3 separate regions of the Gossypium hirsutum genome follow, and regions 1 and 2 are each linked to region 3. Evidence: chromatin contacts called from public Hi-C data. All regions are on one chromosome and are shown on one strand. The core of a region is the stretch at or near the end of the contact, and the rest is flanking DNA. Distances in the headings are between cores, read along the strand shown.

Region 1 (3,050 bases), core at 377-2,876, 240 kb before region 3:
AAGTTGGAAAAGTTTTGCTCACAACTTGGGATTGTGAAAAGGTTTGGAGTTGGCGTTGAGGGGGAGTATTAAAGTTCACAACCAACTCAGTTAGTGACCTAAAATCTTGGGCATTTCAGTAGATGAAATATTCAAATTAGTTTCAATAAACTTGTTGGATGGTTAGCTAAAATCATAGTTTAATATCTGATTGTGATTTTGCTTCTGAGTTATCCTATTTTTTAGCTAAAGTTGTTGTAGTTTCAGCCTATATAAAGGATGTAAATCAGTGAATAAAAAAGTGTCTTGAGTTCTTATTTTTCATTGAGTCTTTTGTATACAATTCATAAAGTGTTATTGATTGAGTTTCTTTTTGTTCTTTTTTTTACAGCAAATCTTCCCATTTAGTCTAACAAAGTAAGCAACTAGATTATCTCATACATTTCCCTAAAGTGTTCAGGGAATTACCTGAGGAGAAGGGAAGATGGTGAAGCCGAGTTTTGACTTCTTTCCATAGTCAACAGAAAAGCGCTCCAAAAGCAATGAACCCAAACCAGAACCAGTTCCACCACCAACAGCATTGAATACCAAAAATCCTTGCAGACCAGTACAGTTGTCAGCCAATTTTCTTATTCGGTCAAGGCAAAGATCCACAATCTCCCTACCAACCGCAGCAGACAACATCAACGAAGAAGTTTAATCCAGTGACCAGATGTAATAAAACTGCTATTTAGGAACAGCAGAAGAGATTGTTGTACCTGTATAATGTCCTCTAGCAAAGTTGTTAGCAGCATCTTCCTTGCCAGAAATAAGCTGCTCTGGATGAAAGAGTTGTCTAAAAGCCCCAGATCTAACTTCATCAATCACAGTGGGCTCTAGATCAACAAATATAGCTCTCGGCACATGCTTGCCGGACCCGGTCTCGCTAAAGAAGGTATTGAAAGCATCATGGCAAGCACCCACAGAGGTGTCACTGCAATCAAACACAAAAGAATTTTGTTAGGTTCAAATTAAATGATTGGTGATCCATTTATAGAATTTTGTTAGGCTCTGAAAATTATCTCACTGAAAAATTAGTAGTCACCGACATGCATTGGTTGCTATTGAACTCCTATTATATATTTGAACACTATAAGCAAAGAATTAGGGAAGCTAATGAGGTGAAGACACATGAGCAAGAAGTTTGATCAAATTGTTCATAATCGCTTATTAAAGAACAATAAAACAGTGAAAAAATAAAGCGGAAATCCAATAAGTACATAACAAAATTATGTTGAATTCTATAGCTTTACTTCAATTCATACCAAAACCCCATTTTCATGAAGCATAATTCATTAGAAGAAATTTCTGTTTCTACCAGAAGAAAGAAGAAAAGCCAGTTCCAAAACGTACCCAGGCATCATCCCATCAGGTTCAATTCCATGTTCAAGGCAGTAAAGCTCCCAACAAGCATTCCCAACCTGAATTCCAGCTTGCCCAATATGAATGCTGATCACTTCCCTCATCTTTTGCCTTGTTTTCGAAAACCCAAATTTGAAACAATACTTTGTGTTTCTTCAACCCGCTCTTATGAAGGAAAAGTTTGAAGAGGAATGAATGAACGTTAAAAGTAAGAAAAAGATGAAGTGGGGGGGGGGGTAATTAAAGGGCGGCAGAGAAAGGGGTTTAGAAGTATATTCAATTGAAGAGTTTGTTGGGGTCCCGCCATTTGTAGCCAACTGTATAATGGAGTTCAACCAGCTCGGCTTCCTTTGTCCCTTCTCTCATGCTCCAACTGTTTGGCCATGCATGCTACCACTCCCTTTCATCCTTATTAATTAAATATCTTCATACATACATATATATCTATATGAAGTAAAACCCTTTTTACTATCATTTTTTTAAAAAGAGACCTTATCAACAATGAATTTAAAATAATAATAAAAAGTCATTTAATCATTAAATAATATGTGATAAGTTTATTGAGATGGAGGAGTATTTCTTTTTTTGAATTTTTGTGGATTTTAATTTTTTTAATAACGGAATAGATTATCATTTGCCATATTTTAGATTAAATTAGTTGAATATGTCGAAAAAATTGGTAACATAGGTCGATTTTTTAAAAAAAAATTTAGGGAAATAATTCATTTTTGGAGAAAAAAAATTTGAATTTCGAGTTAAACGAATCGAGTTATTCGAGTTAATCAATTTATTCGAATCAACTCGAATTTTTTTCAAATTTCGAGTTCGAATCGAGTTGAGTTTTCGAATTCGAATAACTCGAATAATTCGAATAATTCGAATATCAAACTATAATATTTTACATTTTTACCCCAAACTCCCAAACCTTTTTACTTTTCCCTCAAAATTTTTACTCCTTCCCACTTTCCCCCCAAAACTTTTACTCCTCTCCCCTCCCAACCCCTCAATCTACCCAAAATTCATTTCCCACCAAAATTTTACTCTCCCATTTACTTTTTCTCAAAATTTTACTCCCAAAACCCTCAAAACCTTTTATTTTTTCCCAAAATTTTTACTCCCTCCCACTTTTTCCCTAAAACTTTTATTCCCTTCTCATCCCACCTCTCATCTACCCCAAACCCTCCCCCCTCCAATTTTTTTTAATATTTTCCCTCCAAAATTTTACTCCCCCTATTTATTTTCTCTCAAACTTTTATTCCCCAAAACTTTTTATTTTCCTCCAAAACTTTTATTTCTCACTAGAGGTGCTCATGGGTCGGGTGGCCCGGCCCAGCCCGACGGCCCGCCCGAAATATGGGAGGGTTTGGATAAAAATATAGGCCCGAAATATGGGCTTAGGCAAAAAAATGAGGCCCGTTTAGAAAACGGGCCGGGCCTCGGGCACCACTTTTTTGGCCCGGGCCCGGGTATAATAAATATATTTATTTTTTAAATTTTAAAATATTTTTTACATACTTTTTTAATTTTTTTAATTTTAAAATATTTTTAAAATACTTTTTTTAATTTTTTTAATTTTAAAATATTTTTAAAATACTTTTTTTTTTAATTTTTTAAAATTTTTAAAATAAAAATGGGCCGGGCCGGGCCGGGCACGGGCTTATGATTTTTTC
Region 2 (3,287 bases), core at 202-2,701, 160 kb after region 3:
ATTTGTATTTCATTCAAATACCTACAACTAACTCAATTTTTTTTCATTGGCTTAAAATTGACTCAATTAAATCCTCGCACGTGCTTACAAAATTTTATCTAAATAAACTAATTTTATTTCATTAATTCTAATAATTAAATATTTAAAGCAAACTAAACTACCTTTTTAATTTTTGTCCAAAGAAAACTACCATTTTAATTAGATAATATATTATGTATAGTATTTACGCATATGTATAAGATTAGGAGATTGATAAGTGGTGTATAAAAGTATTAAAAAATATTAAAAATATAAAAAAATGAATTTCAAAATAAAAAAAAAAACATTGACGCAATATAAAAAAAATCACCAAATTCTTGTTCCTAATTAAAAGTAGAACATTTTGTGGATAAATTACAATAACTTTGATAAAATTGAATTGATTGTAGCTTCATTCACACTTCAACCTAAAAATCATTGAATTACCCCCACAATCTTTAGGGGAGATTTTAAAGCAAAATTAGAAGGCAAAGCGTGCTGTTTCCAAGAATCAAAATGAAAAAATTATAGATAAATTACATAAACTTTTATAAATTTTCATTTTAAGCATTGAAAATAAAATAAAATATAATTGAGACCACTTTCGTTGTTCCTAAATACAATGGATTTATTTATATATTCATATACAAAACACTTTAAAAAGATATAAAATGTATTAACTTCAAACACATATTTTAAAGGAGCTCGCGGTACCCCAAGGAGTCAACATAATCCGCCTTTACTTGACTTATGATGCCCATTTCCTAATCTCAAAGCAGTGCAGACCTAACTCCATGGCTTTAAAGTCAAATTCCATTTTCACACACTCAACTTTATACCCTCAGAAGCTGGAGGACTGTGAGTTTGATGAGTTGGGGGATTTTACATTTTTTAAAATTCATATTGTTGGTGTGGCAGGTAAATTGGATGCTCCTTTTCAGGTTTTGAAATGTCAATGGGGTTGCTTAAAATCCTAGGTTAAGTTCATTACTTGGACACTATATTGAGTTAAGAAGCTGAGAATCACCAATCATATTTTTTCATCACTTTCAGATCATTTTAATTCTAATTAATTTGTTGCTAACTTAGATGCACTGTTGTGACCAATTAAATGTTTCTTATAAATAAAATTATAGTTACAAGAAAGCTCAAAGATAAAAGAAAAAATAACTAAAATTTAGGGGAATAATCAAAATTCTTGTTTTAACTGGTTTTTCAATTCTTATACTCAAAGGTATTTATATAAATTTTAAAATATTTTGTTTAACATAGGAGAAAGATTTTAATTGCTTTTTTCTATTTATTTTTATTAATTAGGTTTTGGGAGAATTATGGAGCCCATATTTGTAAGCCCAACTGAAATACTTGAAAAGGGAAGTGAAGGCCTTTCTAGAAATTTATAAAAGAAGAAATAGCCCAAGCTCCATTAAAATGGAACTAATGCCACTTATTACCTCGCCTACTTGGTTTGGTTAACTAACCCACCCAATGATCCATATATACAACGCCACCATATCTTCTCTTCTCCCCTGTTTTTGCTTCATCTCCTTTCCCAGAATCTATTACAGGAACCAAAAGAAGACATCAGAGAAAGGTTAAAGAGAAACAGAAACACAGAATTTGCACTAATAATTTGGGCGAACAATACAATACAAAACAAAACCTATTTTTTGTTCTTCTCTGGGATGATACCATTTCTTCACTGTAAGAAATCTCCTTCTTTTGCTTTATCTTGTTTCTTTTTTTTTTGTTCTTACTTGGTAATTGGTTTCTTTTTTTTGTTGGGAGTTTCTGGGTTTTTTTTAGGAAAGATTATAGCGTATCTGTTTAGCTTTTCAAGGTCAGGCAACCAATTTCTCTCGAACTTCATTTTTTCCCTTTAATATGGCATTTCTTTTCCTACTCTAACAAACAGAAGACACCCAGACTTTATTTTCATCATCTCTTTGATTTTCACAGCATAAACCACCCAAATTGGTTTTCCGGGGGATTTCTTTTTTGAAAAATCAGTTTTTATTATTCTTATTTTCTTCAACCGAAATTGGATTTTGGGTCTTTCTTTTAAAAAAAAGAAAAAAATTATTGCTCTTCAGCTTTGATTTTATTGGATGTAAGAAAATTGAAACTTTTTTTTTAATTTGTTCTTATTGGTTTAATGACAGAGATGGAGAAAGAAGAGAGGAGCCAAAGAACATGCAAAACAATAGAGCCGGAGTTGTTTTTACAGTGGGGGAATAGAAAGAGGCTAAGATGTGTGAGAGTTAAAGACCCTCAAAAAATCTCTCATAAATCCAATGCTATAATTCGTAGAAGAATCACTTCTCGGCTTTTAGATAAAGAATCCTCTCCTTTTTCTCAATTCAATCCTCGTCTCACTAGGTATGAACATCAATTCTTTCTTGGAATTTAAAAAAAAAATCATGTTTTATTTTTCTTGGCTCCTTTTGTTCGTTTGGAAAAAAAAAAAGAGTTTTTCTTTGTTTTCAAGCTTTTTCTCTTCTATTTGGGGCTTTTTTTTTTAATTTTACCCATTTTCTTTGATTTCTGAGAAGCTCTTAGGTTGGGAGGGGGAGGGAGGGGAAAGAGATTGAATTTTGGTTTTTTTCCCCCTTCCGCAAAATTAGCTGGGCCTGGCCATGGATTCTTTTTCCGGGTAAAAGAGAAAAGGCATATTTATTTATTCTTTCTCAGAAGCCATCTACCAGTGATTAAAGATTTTCCGAGAAAATGACTCAATAAGGTTGTGGGCCTCGTTGTCCCCTGTTTGGTTGATCGGATAGGGGAAGTTCCTACTTGTCTGCTTTATACCATTTTAGTTCTCTGACTGCAATTTTTGGTCTCTTAGCAACCAAACATGGTGTTAAGAAATTTCCCATGTAAAACTTTTATAATTGAAATAAGCAAACTGGTATAATGGTGAAATTAACTCTTTTTGTGTGTTTGATTGTAGGAATTCAGAAGCATCTATACTGCGATCGGATCACCGGAAAGCGGCTTCACCAGAGAAGGAAGACAGGTACTACACAACAAGAGGGTCAGCAGTGGGATTGGTGGATGAGAATGGGAAGATTGCAGTGGATAGCAATAATGGAGAGGATAACAAAGGGGTAGTGTGGCCAAAGCTGTATATCACATTGTCAAGCAAAGAAAAAGAGGAGGATTTTATGGCAATGAAAGGGTGTAAACCCCTTCAGAGGCCTAAAAAGAGAGCCAAGATTATCCGAAGGAGCTTACTTGTAAGTAAACATTGTTGTATGTGAAGCATATAT
Region 3 (3,299 bases), core at 541-3,040:
TGCCCGACTTCTTTTAAGTCGATTAGTTGTAGAAGCCACCTTAAATATACCATATTTCGAGATTTAACTAGCATTAGAAGACCCCAATCAACCTCAGTATGAATGCTCAAGCGAATTGTTATCTTTCAACCACACTAGATGAGTTATCGAGATGTGAGAAATTGTTTTCTAACCATTTCATTTCTATCCAGCTAATACTAAACTTATTTGACACCTTGCCTAATAGTTGGTGCAAATTGCGCTCCAATTGCCACTGTGCGCTACCCCTGTAATGATTGGCTCATCAACTAGTAAACCTAGTTGTAATACCACATCCTTGAGTGTAATTATATACTCATTACACGGAAGATGTGCAACACTATTCCAAGTGTTGCTCAATAACAAGCGGTGCCCTTGCACTTAAATTGTGTATATATGCCTCGATAATTCGATCTATGGTCTGGTTATATAAACATAAAAAATTTAAAAATAATATTAACTTAATAATTATATTAATTAAAAATTAAATAATATTTTCTTATCATTTGTAATTGGACGCCTAAAATGTGGTTGTGAACCAAATGAATTATAGGCATTGACATTTTAAAATTTTTTTTAAATTATGAAAATCAAATAAAACTCAAAGAAATTACAAAATAGAAAATTGGGAGGAGAAGAATTCGAGAGACATTGAATAAAAAAAATTGAGAATAAAATAGTTGAGAGAATTGAAAAAATATGGTTGAAAGAACAAGAAAAAGAAAATAGAAAATAGGCAAGATATATTAAAAAAAAAGAAAATAAACTTTTCTTTTCGTAAATTATAATAACAGGATAAAGTCCAAATAATAAATGCGACTAACATAACCTGAACCCAGACCACATCTAAAGCAATGAATACCCTTAACCATCGAACCATCGCATATAATTCAATTTTCTCAACTTTTAATTCACTTTTTAATTCAATTTAAAATAATAATTACGGATAACATTTAATGCAATTAAATCCTACCTCATCTTAAACACCTTTGCCTAAACCCTAATTATAAGGCCCCTATCCCTATATGTACTCGTTACGCCCATAGCACCCTGCAAAAGTTTACATAAATTTTAAATAATTTGTATCGACTGACAGAGTTATTATTTCTTATTTTATTTTTTCATGTAGAAACCCCTTATAATCATTCATCATCATCACCTCTATTACAATTTTCCCATTGAAGCGTTTAAAATTTCCTCTACAATATGACTTCAATGTAGTCATTTAATTTCAATGCATCATAATCAATTTACAAATTTATAAATTCACTTTTTATAACTTCTAATAATTATTTTTAATTTTTTTCTTACCAATATTACTCTCAATCACTATGAAGTATGAACAATAATTAATATAATTACGTATATATTTTTTCTAACTCATAAATAGGTGGATAATGCATTTCAGTGCACTCGAACCTACATCTTCTTATATTAACAAGAATACACATGTCAATCAAACTATCACCCAATCGACTCTCAATGAATTTTTAAATAATATGTTATCATATTTCTTAATTTGTAGTTAGTTTAACTTTATATCAAATATTGAAATTTTGAATTCGTGATCATAATACAAACAGTAAATAACTTAGAAATTTAACAATTATATTATTTTAATTTTTCTTTCTGAATAATCTGAAATGTTACTAATTTTATAAAAAATTAAAAATAAATATAATATATTTTAATTGATACTATTGGGTTACCCAAAACTATTAATAGTGCCTTGAGATAATAAATATAAATATATGTGTGTATGTATAATAAAAGGGCTTGAAGCCCAAAAATTAGACCTGCCCTGCCCATCACTGGTACTTTCTTCTTTGTTTTTGTTTAGCTAAGCAAATCCCCTTTACACCCACACAGACACATACACGAGGCACAGCTCTTAATCCAACATCATCAACTACAACCAACTCATATAAATAAGCTTTACATTCAACTGCTCAAATCTTAAATTCCAAAGCCTACAATACTTTCCCAAAAGCAGAGCAATTTTTAGACCCTTCGAAGAAAAAGAACCAAATTAGCAGCCAAGCCAGTAATTATATTAGATTTTACCCATTTCCAAAAAATAGCCCACACACACCTGCTTCCCCTCCTCCCTTTCCCCCTAATTTAATCTATATCTTTCTTTATTTTTTATTCTTTTTCTGGGTTTCAGTTTTGCCCCCCTTTTTTTTCTGGTTGTTGTTGTTGTTGTGAACTCTCTCTCTCTCTCTCTCTTCTTTTTTTGGTTTTATAAATCATTTCCAGAAATGGGTTCTTCTTCTGTTAATTTGTTTTTCTATATCATATCTATATGTTTAATACGCTGCGTTTGGAGTTCTTCTGTTTGCTCTGATGAAGCTGATGTGTTCATTAAAAATCTTCATTTTCAATGTTCTCCTTCGTTTTCTCCGATTCCCCCTCTCAAGGTACGTGTTTTAGCTTAATCTTGGTGGAAATTTCATTTCATAATTGAGATTGATCTGTTAATTGGTTTAGGAAAATGGGTTCTTGAGATTTAATTTATTTTTTATTGGAATGTTTTATTATTATTATTATTTTGTTTGATTTTGGATTCTTGGTATTTATGAATTTGCATAATCATTTTAAAAGAAGGCAAATTTCTAGGAAATTATGAGTTTTTAGCCTGAAGGATTAGGGTATTTTTATGGAATTTTCATGGCTGTAAATTTGTGAAGAATCAGAATAAAGGTTTTATTGCATTATGGGGGTATTGGATTCTTACATTATACTTTAATTTGAATTCTGAAAAAATAAATTTAAATAAGGAAGATAGAAATAAAGTTGCAAAAATTATTAGCCATTCATTATTTAATATCAGTCAGTCTTGGTTAAGACTTCTGAATAGATTTATTCTCTTCTGGAACATTTGGACTGGAATGGCATTTTTATGTATTCCCAAGCAAAGATAACGTAATTTTTTAAGGCTACATGAGCTACAAGGAAAGTACTGGAGATGCAGCTTAGGATCTTCTATTTCAGGTTTTAAGCCTTATGCAAATCAGCTGAAACATAAGCCGTATTAGTGAAATATGTTATATGTTTTCTAAAGCATTAATTGAATCTATGAAATATTAATAGTGTTTGCTTTATTGACATACTTATAGGTGTATGGTGGCAGGACTATGTTGATTAGTTTGTGGCTGAAAAAGGATCTATATGTCTAAATGACGGAGGATGTAAATTTTGTTCTTTTGATGTTTTGATCCCTTTTAAGGGGCGGCTGATTCCATTAGAAGAAGTCTGCAACATGTCATCGGCCAGGAGCC

What was found. Hi-C and Micro-C count contacts between places; a contact is called where the count stands out from the background.
Region 1: a contact with region 3 is called in a Hi-C map of leaf, with 1.6 times the contacts expected there. The contact joins the promoter of LOC107935236 here to the promoter of LOC107935237 in region 3. A contact is called at or near these places in 2 of 34 Hi-C or Micro-C datasets (both in leaf).
Region 2: a Hi-C map of leaf shows a contact between it and region 3, with 3 times the contacts expected there. The contact joins the promoter of LOC107946179 here to the promoter of LOC107935237 in region 3. A contact is called at or near these places in 8 of 34 Hi-C or Micro-C datasets (callus, leaf and petal).

The regions. Positions count from the first base shown.
Region 1 is chrD11:52,799,584-52,802,633 of Gossypium_hirsutum_v2.1, forward strand. LOC107935236 (tubulin alpha-5 chain) reads right to left here and starts at 1,627. Exons shown (of 5, transcript XM_016867808.2): 1 at 1,372-1,627; 2 at 738-952; 3 at 448-647. The coding sequence starts at 1,484.
Region 2 is chrD11:53,200,043-53,203,329 of Gossypium_hirsutum_v2.1, forward strand. It overlaps LOC107946179, which reads left to right and starts at 1,452. Exons shown (of 5, transcript XM_016880416.2): 1 at 1,452-1,858; 2 at 2,181-2,397; 3 at 2,969-3,254. The coding sequence starts at 2,183.
Region 3 is chrD11:53,037,405-53,040,703 of Gossypium_hirsutum_v2.1, forward strand. It overlaps LOC107935237 (5'-adenylylsulfate reductase-like 5), which reads left to right and starts at 1,791. Exons shown (of 4, transcript XM_016867809.2): 1 at 1,791-2,438. The coding sequence starts at 2,280.